Linked DNA regions of Callithrix jacchus: region 1 is linked to region 2. Evidence: chromatin contacts called from public Hi-C data. All regions are on one chromosome and are shown on one strand. The core of a region is the stretch at or near the end of the contact, and the rest is flanking DNA. Distances in the headings are between cores, read along the strand shown.

Region 1 (5,597 bases), core at 1,769-4,268, 81 kb before region 2:
AGTCTGGACACATTAAATTTTGAGGAATCAGACATAAACATCTGACCATTAGAAACATCAGAGTACAGAAGCGGGCTCCAGAAGAAGAATGAGATCTGAGTCATCTCCATAGACAAAATAGTTTAAGAAGTTTGCGTAAACAAGACAAAACATAAAAACAAGGATGATGACAATCTTGGAAAATGACTACATTTAGAGAATGAAAAAAAGAGAGAGAGGTCTCAGGTAAGTTAAGATAAAAGGCAAAATGTAATTAAGACCTAGAACGTTTAATAAGAGTTTCAAAAAGTAGTAGCTATCATTACAGTAACAAACACCAAAAAGGACCCAAGAAGAGCTGAAAAAACTAGAAGGCCATTGGAATGTGGCAGTGAAAAGTTCTGTGATTTTTTAAAGATGAGGTGGCAATGATTTGGGAAGGAAAGAAGGGAGCAGAGAGAAAGGCACATAACTTGCCAGTTTTTAAAAAGATTAGATAGAGAAATCCACTCTCCTATCTCCAAGGCAAAGACCTACATTCACATTCTAATGTAAACCCAGAGAGGAGCTGGCAAACAGACTGAAGCTGGGAGGGGAGAGAAAAATCCCTTATTTATACCTTATTTATAGCATTTGATTATTTCCATCGTGTAAATACTCCCACCATGGCCAATTTCAAGCTGCCAACAGTTGGCAAAATTCCTGAAAACACAGCAATGTCTTGTTGGTACAAATCAACTCCAGCATACAATCGCAAATCACCTCTTTTATGGTCTACCCTGCAAATGGGCAATTCTGTGACAGCTTTCTCTCAACTGACACTTAATCATTCTCTAGGACAACTTAAAGCAATTCACAGAAGTCTACCCTACTCTCATTACATTTAGCTTTCTCAACGGTACTGCAACTGAAAGAGGTTGGATATTGAAAGCAAAATGGATCCCCAGGATGCGGATCTTCACTAAGTGCTACAAAGTAAAAGACAAGAATCATATTCTCCAAAAAGCCATCAGGTGACCATTTTATAACTTTCCTTTGTTAATGTTATCTCCCTATCTAAACGTCAAATGTCTTAAGGGTAGGGAATTGTATTCAAAACAAGAGCCAAACATCCCACAGGAGTCCCAATTCCAGTGACAGGCAGCAGAGATACAGGAAAAAGCACCTCAGATTAAATCCAGACACCTCAAAGGGTTCCAATCCAGCCCTACTACTTGCTGGCAAGCTGTTAAAGCGTTTCCAGAGGCAGTTTCAACTGCAAAATGGGAACAATAATACCCAGCACACAGGGTCAACCTTAGAATTAACAGGATTACTTCTGGGGAACACCCAGGAGGGGCAGAGGCTTAACCTTCTCTGCTTGCCTGCTTGGGACATTCAGGACATACCAGTATAGTCGCTGGACACTGCTAAAGCGTATTGCCAAGAATAGTTTCTCTGTCTAGAAACTATGGCTGATCAGCTGCTAAGGATTTTTTTAATCATCTACTTCCAGTGACCTCCAACCATCAATCAAAGCCAGAAAACCCTTTCAGGTTGTGTCCTGGACTCTCAGGCCCCACAACACCAAAACCAAAGAGTCCACCTGAAAGTAGTGTCAAGAGTCAAAAATGTTGTGACAAACCAGATGAGAACACAACCTACCAATTAGGTTCCTACTGCGTCCACCTAACATTCAACAGGAAGTTCATCCACAAACCTCAACAGTGGAGTCATTCATCAAATAAACAAAACTCAAGAGAATAACTTTGTTTCTAATATTTCACAAGTTTTCCCCATACATCTTTCCAAATATCCCTGTCTTCATGGTATTTCATAGTCTATCATTTAGGTTATGTTTCCTAGGCAAATTTCTCCAGACGTCTGAAGCAGAATCGGTATCGAGAACTTGAATATATATGGGGGAAGTGTAGAAGTTTACTTTCAATATAAATGACAGGCCTTGAGAAACAAGGCAATAATCTTCAAAACAATTTAATTATTCCACTCCTTAACTACTATTCTTCTACTAACAAGTGCAAGAAGTCATTTAGGTGTAGAAAAGAATAAACTCACTATACCTGTACATCAAGAAGTTTCACATTAGACATCTGCCCTGCAACTTCCAGTTTCCTATATGTTATGTGTGTTCCTCTAAGGCACATGCAAGTGCCTTCTCCAGTAAAACCAGAATAATCCCAGACGCGCAAACAAATAAGGGACAGTGGAGCTTTGAAGATAAAGACCTTCATCCGAAAGATGAATTACCACATTTGAACCTGGTATCTCTATCTTAAGGGCTAATTTTGTTTCTATGAAGCATCTGAACCCACAGCCATACACCTACTTCCCTAACTCCTTCTCCCCCTCCCTCCTTCCCGGCACCCCCGCCCTCCCGCCGCTCGCCAAGCGAATTCGGGCCTCCGTCTAATCCTCCCCCAAAGAAGCGCCGCCCCTTCCTCCGGCTTCTGGAAGGATAGCCCAGCGGCCAAGGCTGGACAGAGCACAGGTAGTACCTAGACAGAAGCCGCGCTGGGAGGCGGATAGAGTGACCCGGCCATTTCCCGCCCCTCGCAGTCAAGTGCAGGGTCGGCCGGGCACCGCCCGCCGGCCGCATAGGAGCAGGCCGGGTCCCTTGGCAGAGCCCGAGCCGGGGCGGCTGACACAATAACCGGGAGGACACTCCGCGCGGGGTCAAGGTGGCCTCCCCGCGCGGCCAGAGTCCGGCTCAGATATCTCGGGGCCCTGGCGCTGACGGGAGCCTGCCCTGGGTAGAGCGGCGCCGGGACGCCTCTGGGCGCCGCGCGGGCTCTTGCCGGGGCGGGTGGAGGAAGCGGCCGGTCGTCGCCAGGCGGGCGGCGAGTCCTTCGTGCTGCCCGCTGGGCCCGAACCCGGCCCGCGCGGAGGACGCGCGCCGGAGACACACGAAGCCCCCCTGCCCCCTGCCGGCTGCGCTTACCGTTCTCCGGTGTCTGCAGAGTCCACCTCCTCCTCCTCCGCCGCCATAGCCCCCGCCGCGCAAGCGCCGGGAGAGCCTCGAAGCCGGCTGACAGGCCAACTGGGCTGTCCCGGGCCGCCGCCCCTCTTAAGGCGGCTCCGATGCCCGCGCATGCGTCGTCCTCGCACTCGCATGGCCCGGCGGCACGCCTGCGCCTGCGCCTGTCTGGCCATGCCTCCCCTACCCCCAGCAGCGTCTTTCTGCCTGTTGCGCCCGGGTGTGTGCGCTGGGCCGGGCAGTCAGTCGAGAGGGACTGGCGAGACTCACCCGACAGAGATAGGAGGTAGCTAATTTTAATAATGACTGTATTCATGCATCATCCGGTCGGTGTTGGCTGTCAGGTGGCACCCTGGGGACCGAGGCGCGCCCAGTCCTGGAAGAGCCTAGCTAGAGCCCGATAGATGGTGCCGTGGCGAATGAAATGCCGTAATCGAGATGCTGTGTGACCCCTCGCCAGCCCTTTCCCGCGGGTGGCGGGGCCAAGGGGAGAGGGCGACTCACAGGAGCCTTCAATCATTTGAGCACTGCTCTCGGTGCTGGGGTTACAGTAGTGGCCAAAACCAGCAACTTCTCTCCCACCCAGCTCTCTAGATGCCTGGAGGGTGAAAAGAGTCGGCGTTTAGGTACTTAGAGTTATTGAGGGAAGATGACTAACCTTAATGGCACCATTTCTTGACCTGTTTTCAAGTCTTTTAGCCATCAGGTACAGCCTGCTTTTTAGTTTTACCACGCACCACTACTCATCCATTTGTGTTTGATGTGTGTCTACTATGGACCCACTCTGTTCTAGGTGCTTGGAAACAATGGATTGAAATACGCCTCCTGTTTTGATAAATCCTACACTAATACATTAACCTTTATTTTAGACACAGTTCATTGCTCTCCGTCCCTGACTCTCCTCCCTTTTTCTCTCCTCTGAGCACTGGTCTAAATCTGTCTTTATCACTCATATAGCACTCAGATTCTTAGCCTTGTGTAATTGTTATAGCATTTTAATAAACATTATTGAGTATCTTTCCAGCTACACAAGAAGGCCCTCTGGGACAGGGATAGTGTCTTCTGTAATTTAGAGAGGGGAAAGCCACGCATAAATTCTTAGGCATTGTAATAACTAATCAATTTTTTATTGTGTTTGATCCAATTCATAAAATATTTTAGGGAAGACCAGAACATATAAAAAACATTTTTACAGGAATTAATGGTTGTTTCATGAAAGGGCCATATATGCAAAGTGACCTCCAAATGCAGAAGGAGCTGAGAAACTAAAGAATGAGACAGACAAATCCAACTTGTCAGTAAAAGGTGATTTATTAGGGAACTTACGGACAGAAGCATGGTCTTGGACAGCAGCAGGACAGGTAAATCTCTGTGCTGTTACTCGTGCAGACCAAGGTTGTTTTGACCTAACAGCAGGTAAGTAAGTATGTGCTCTGATATAATTTGGATGTTGTCCTCTCTAAATCTCATGTTGAATTGTGATCTCTAGTGTTGGGGGTGGGATTTGATGGGTGGTGATTAGATCCTGGGGATGAATTTCTCATGAATGGTTTAGCACTATCCCCTTAATGATGTCCTTGCAATAGTAAGAAGATTTCTCTCGTGAGATCTGGTTGTTTAAGAGTGTGTGGTACCTACCCCTCACTCTCTTGCTCCTACTATAGCCATATAAGATGCCTGTTCCTGCTTTGCCCTCAGCCATGAGGGCAAATGCTCCCTGAAGCCTTCCCAGAAGCCAAGCGGGTACCAGCACCATGATTCCTATATAGCCTGCAGAACCATAAGCCAATTAAACTTCTTTTCAGGCCAGGCGTGGTGGCTCACACCTGTAATCCCAGCACTTTGGGAGGCTGAGATGGGTGGATCATGAGGTCAGGAGTTTGAGATCAGCCTGGCCAAGATGGTGAAACCCTGTCTCTTAAAAAAAAAAAAAAAAAGAAAAGAAAAGAAAAAAACTTTTCTTTATAAAATTACCCAGTCCCAAGTATTTCTTTTTTCTTTTTTTCTTTTTGATGGAGTTTCAGGCTGGAGTGCAGTTGCTCAATCTTGGCTCACTGAAAACTCTGCCTCTCACGTTCAAGAAATTATCCTGCCTCAGCCTCCCGAGTAGCTGGGATTACAGCCACCATGCCTGGCTAATTTTCTGTAGTTTTAGTAGAGACAGGATTTTACCATGTTGGCCAGGCTGGTCTAGAACTCCTGACCTCAAATGATCCGCCTGCCTTAGCTTCCCAAAGTGCTAGGATTATAGGCATAAGCCACTGCACCAAGCCATACTTCTTCATAACAAAGAACAGCCTGTCACATGCTCTTATACAAGGAATGATAGATAAAGTAGAAAACTTGGAGGCCTTCCCAAAACTGGGGTTACTCAGAAATCAATGTGGTGGATTAGCATCCAAGATGGAGTTACTTTAGCCTCCACGATAGTGTTGCCAGACACTTGTAGTGTGTTTGCAGAAACTGATCCTCTGCTGAAATATCCTAGCTTGGCTGTGGTGAATACATTTTAAACAATCCTGCCAGCTCCTGCCAACCCTGAGCTATGTAGGGCATTCTGTTCCGAGAACTTTGTAGTCTGAGACACCTGGCATCTTTGTAACCAATTTTCTGAGAAACAGGGCCCACTGGCCCATACATCCTG
Region 2 (5,205 bases), core at 142-2,641:
GAAGTTCCCACTTGGAGTGAGGCCTTCTCCTGAAGGAGAGTGATGAGTCCTCATTGGTGTAATGTGGGTTTCGACACCAAATGGACTCCTCTGCCCTCCCTGTTTCTCTGTGCAGCTCTGCTGGGGCTTCCTGCACCATTCTAGACTGTGGCCCAGATCTCTTCTGGATCTTGGTTCTTTATTGCCTGACTTACATGATGCAGTTTCCCCTGTCTCTGGGTTATGCTGTAGGCATTTTTTATAGGTGCTTTTACTTGCTCTCCTTGTTGATCTGTATGGCTTTTAGGAAGTATCAGGAAGTTTGAATGTAGGCACTCATTATTCTTACTTGTCTGCATTTCCAATTATCTGTATATGTGTTGCTTATTTTTTATTTTTCCTTTTGATTGGATATACGTTCTTTTTTTGGTTGGACATAATACAGATTAAGGATTACCATGATTTCAGGAAAATTTTCTTCAGTTATCTTTGAAGAGTTATTTGGTTGCATTTGCTCTGTTCTTATCTTCAGGAGTGCCAATTTTACTTATGTGGGCTTTTAAGTATTCTTTGTAGTATTTTCAAGTCTTTGTTCTTGCATAATTTTCTTAGGCTTGTCTACCAGTTTTCTGATTGTATTCCCAGTCTTCCCTTTTTTTGTTGCTTTTATCATGACTTTGAACCTGTGACACATTTATTTTTCTCTTGCATTGCTTCTCTGAGCTTCTCCTTCAGCTCTTATAGCTCTTCTTTGAGTTTTAATTTCAGAGATGGGCTGTTTGCTTGAATTTCTTTAATTTCACAAAGAATTTCATAGTTTTTTGTTGCTGAATGCTATAATTTTCTGCTCTTTGTTCTTTGACTTTTGTGTTTTTTCTTGTAGTATTTTTAGTTTTTCCCTTTTTTCCAGGTAGTATTTTTGCATAGCTCTATGCCAGCTTCTTTATGATTATTACTTATTTTTTATTACTTATGTTTTAATGAACCCTTATTTTTCTTGGACTGGCCATTTTTACAAGAAAGTGTGTATGGGCAGGAGAAGGGTGCTTGGGGCTCTCAGCAGGGAACTATGGTAGTGAGAAGATTAGATTTTGCCTGGCAGTGCGTTCTCCTTGAGCCATCTTAGTCCCTGAAGAAAACCTCCATGGTGCTCTGTAGGGTTTTTCTTGTGTTTGGCATTTAGGCCTGTCTTCGGCCCACCACGACCCACAGCTCCACAGCTAGTTACCTTCCATCCTTGGATTTCAACAGGTCACTCTTTCTTCCAACATGGCACATCTGTTCTCTCTCCAACTTGGCTTCTTCTCTGTCTATGGTGCCAGGCAGGGAGCAGGCGTACTCCAGGTGCACCATGTACCCTTGTTGCCTGCCTGCTGAGCAAGAGGACTGTAGTTCACCATCCCCAGTTCCGAGAGAGCCTTGCCCTCAGTGTTCTGGACCCAGGTTTGCAGAAGATACGATGGGTGCTCTTGGTTTACCCAGGGCTGATTTTCAAGGCTTCTTTTTATAGTTTGTGATTTGGGATTTTAGTTTCTTTTTTCTTACTTTCATCAAAGATAGAGATTTCTTTTTATGTTTTTTGTTTCCTTTTGTTTTTAATTTGGCGCCACAAACAAGAAGAGAGCAGTGGTATCTTTCTGCCACTATTTGTAACCAGGATTTCCACATTCTGTAGTTAAGCAATTGTTTGATACTATCCCAAAATGTTTGAATCTTTCTTAATCTCCTAGTGGGAAGGCATGTTTCCAGACACAGCTGGGTACTGCATCAAATAAAACACAAAGCAGACTGGGCACAATCCTGACTGCTAGTGTAAGCATTCCGTTTCTCTTTTTTTATCCACATTGATAATGTGGAAATCACAGCCTCCATCTGTGAGTTTCTACACAGGTACGTCCTCTAGTGTGGCTGGGACAGAGAAAAAAAGTGAATGTGCTCTTTGATCAGATTGGATAATGGAGCAGCAGTTTTTCAGATGCTTCCAGTGGCTTCCAAAAAAGAATTTTTCAGCTGAATGAAAACCTTCAAGGAAATATGTAAATGGGTTTCTCTAACTGTGTAGGTAGCCAGTCTGGTACCCTTAAGCAATAACAGGAGTAACTTTCTTGCTGGCAGGACCAGGCTTTTGTAAACAAGGATTTTGTTTTTCTTTTCTTCCTCTCTCCTCCCTTTCTCCCTTCTCCCTTCCCTTTCTTTCCATTTTGGCACTAAATATGAATACAATAAAATCATCTTGATCATGGTCATTGGAAAGATTTTTATACTATCTGAGATAAGAAATTATATTTAAATTTTCAAGCCTGGGATTTTAAATTCTGCATTCTCTTCCTTTGAGAATGTGATCCTTAAACTGCTGTGTTTTTTGCATCATTTTAATTTTATATAGAAGAACAAGTGATATATGCATAATTAAAACTATGACCTATTTTCAGAGTGCAAATTTTAGAACTAATAAAACTTAGAGTAACTTAAATCCTAGATTTTCATTAAGTTAAACCACAGAAATGAGTGGAAAAACTATTTTCATCTTACTTGAAGGCAGCTGCTCCCATGGGCAGCCTCTTTGAGGCTGATTGGGAAGTGAGGCTTTAGTCTGCCCAATGTGATGCTTCTCAAGGCTGAAAGGTAGCCAGGGCTTTCATGAGAAATACTCCCCAGATCTTACATTTAGTTTGATTTTCATTTTACACATGAGTATAAAGTTGCTTGCTGCTTGCTGTAATGTTGTGCTTTGATAGAAAGCTTTCATTAAGTAGTTAGCAAGTTTTGTCATGTTAACATGATTTTGAGGCAGTCAGATGGCGCTGTGAGATGCACATTGTAGGTCCATACTGTGCCAAATGTTATGCTTGGGGTCAGGTTCCAGCTCATGCTGCAGTCCGAAGGGAGTGGGTGGTTGAGTAGATAGCTGAAAGAACACTCCAGGGGGCTGTCGGCAGGTGAAAGGTAGTTTTATTCAGCAGCTCTCTCAGCAGTAGTTTACTCACGCTATCTTGCTCACAATGTTTGCCCTATCTCAGCTGCTTAGTCTGGTGGCTCCCACACACAGCTACGTGGCCAGCTCTCCCTTCAGGGTCCGCAGCCTAACTCTTTCTCTCTCTGAGTGAGCCAAGCCACGTCCTGGCTCCTCACTGTCCATCTAACAAAGCCATGTTATGGCTACATGGCTATGATAACAACTGGAGTTTTATGCCTGTGCTGTAAACTTGCTGAATCACTGTGAATGTTTACCTTGGCTTATTCTTGACCGAAGTACAGCCATGTTCCTTAAGTGCATATTAGGGATTCCCCTCATTCCACCACATGACAAGCAACATGGAGAATTAGCAATTGGCTACATGTGTCTTAGTTGCCAAGTGCTCATCTTGATAGCCATTCATTTCTTGTTTTCATGTCAGTTGAGATCTCTTCATGCCCTCAGACTCTGCCTTCTCCCAGTGCTTCTTAATGGTCAATCATCATGCAAATAACCTAATGAAAGAGTTGCTTTATAAAGAGGAGTTTTTAAGAATGCCAAGATTTTCATACATTTTAACTGTATCCCAAAGGATGTTACTTAATTTAGAATAAAACTATGTCTCAAAATGTCTATTGGATGATTATCATGTTTTGATTGATGGGACCACCTGGCACATATATTGTGTCTTTAATATTATATATTCTTTTAGAACCTTATGTTAGTGTTTTCTTTATTAAAAAAGATATTGTTTTCTTTATTAAGACAAAAGTGATCTGTTCCCACCTGAGTGCTAGAGTTAGAGTGCTAGGTGCAGCAGTACCTGTGGGAACAGGGACTGTCTTCATTGTGTAAAGACTGCTGGCCACCACTTCCTGTGGGCGTGTGTGCTTATCAACCCCTGTTGGATTGGAGGTAGCATGACCTGCCCTTTTCTGTCCCACAGAAATGCTGTAAGGAGTTATGAGAGGGATTTTGTTTTTACTTTTGAAGTATCACATTAGCTAAAGGCAGAGCAGTACTGTGTTAGCATTGTTATTGTATTAGTTAGCTTGTGAGGGGGGGTCCTACTGTAAACTACATTACTGATAGTCTCTCTTAAACTAGATTTTGGTTTGTTTAGCTAACGGTTCAATGGCTATTACAGCCACAACCCCAGTACTTGACAAGAGATTATTTAGCAGTCTTGAAGGAAGGAATCTGGTTTAGGTTTTGCTTTCTTTTAATAGGCCTACATGGCATCATGTTTTCCTTTGAAGGTAAGGCTTCTTCCTAGTAATTACATTCTTAGCTGACATGACACATTTGAAGGATTTTAAAAGAAAAAAAAAAGCAAACTTCTATTTTTAGAAGCTGAAACCAGAACCATGACTTTGGCGTTGATGAAGAGAAGCTCAGTAATTTAGGACCTGCAGCTTTATATTCTCTCTGAGTCTTCAGTTCACAGTCTTATTTTTAGAAACTGGTTTTTATGCTTGCCTGGAAAGTCTTCTGCAGTAGAATGGAGTTATCTTTTTAAAAAGAACTTAGAAATAGTAAAATAATTTATATGCTGTCAGTTCAGTTAAAAATTTTGATGTAGTAATTGACAAAGGTAGCAATAGGAAGAAAGAATCAGTTGTAGCCTCTACATCTCCAAATAAGGGATAAGAATCAGAACAGTCGTGTCTGATCAACTTTAACTCAAGTGAGCTAAAGAAAAATCCGCTGAAACATGTTAGAATTAAAATATTAACAAATGGATTTGACAGTACCAGAGGCTAACTTGAACCACATGTCTTTTTACATACTTTGTGTATATACCTTTTTTTTTTTTTTTTTTTTTTTTTTTGAGACAGAGTCTTGCTCTGTTGCCAGGCGCCGGGCTGGAGTGCAGTGGCGCAATCTTGGCTCACTGCAATCTCCACCTCCTGGGTTCAAGCAGTTCTCCTGCCTCAGCCTCCTGCGTAGCTGGGACTACAGGCGCGCATCACCACGCCCAGCTAATTTTTGTATTTTTTAGTAGAGACAGGGTTTCACCATGTTGGCCAGGATGGTCTTGATTTCTTGACCTCGTGATCCGCCCACCTCAGCCTCCCATCTGTATATAACTTTTTACAATCATGAAGGAGAATTTTATCACAAATCTAGCTTTTAAAAACATTTTTCCTCTATATAACTTATGAAAATATAATTATAGGAAGAACCATATAGGAAGAATCTTTTCTTCAGACTTTTTCCTATTGTTAGTACCAGATATCTCTTTATTATCTTTTTCTTTTTTATTTCTA

Evidence for each region. A called contact is a pair of places that touch in the nucleus more often than the background predicts.
Region 1: a Hi-C map of skeletal muscle shows a contact between it and region 2, with 4 times the contacts expected there. The contact joins the promoter of ABHD5 here to the enhancer-like site in region 2.

The regions. Positions count from the first base shown.
Region 1 is chr15:26,448,475-26,454,071 of calJac240_pri, reverse strand. ABHD5 (abhydrolase domain containing 5, lysophosphatidic acid acyltransferase) reads right to left here and starts at 3,018. Exons shown (of 8, transcript XR_013527251.1): 1 at 2,918-3,018. LOC118147822 (a long non-coding RNA gene) reads left to right here and starts at 3,120. Exons shown (of 2, transcript XR_004734425.3): 1 at 3,120-3,239.
Region 2 is chr15:26,365,962-26,371,166 of calJac240_pri, reverse strand. The region is part of intron 4 of ANO10 (anoctamin 10); the gene reads left to right. Among named protein-coding and RNA genes, the nearest start is that of ANO10, 31 kb to the left of the region's middle. Within about 2 kb of position 1,391, at least 4 of the 16 cell types and tissues checked have an H3K27ac peak or open chromatin away from gene starts, as enhancers often do. A contact at or near this core is called in skeletal muscle, where this site is marked.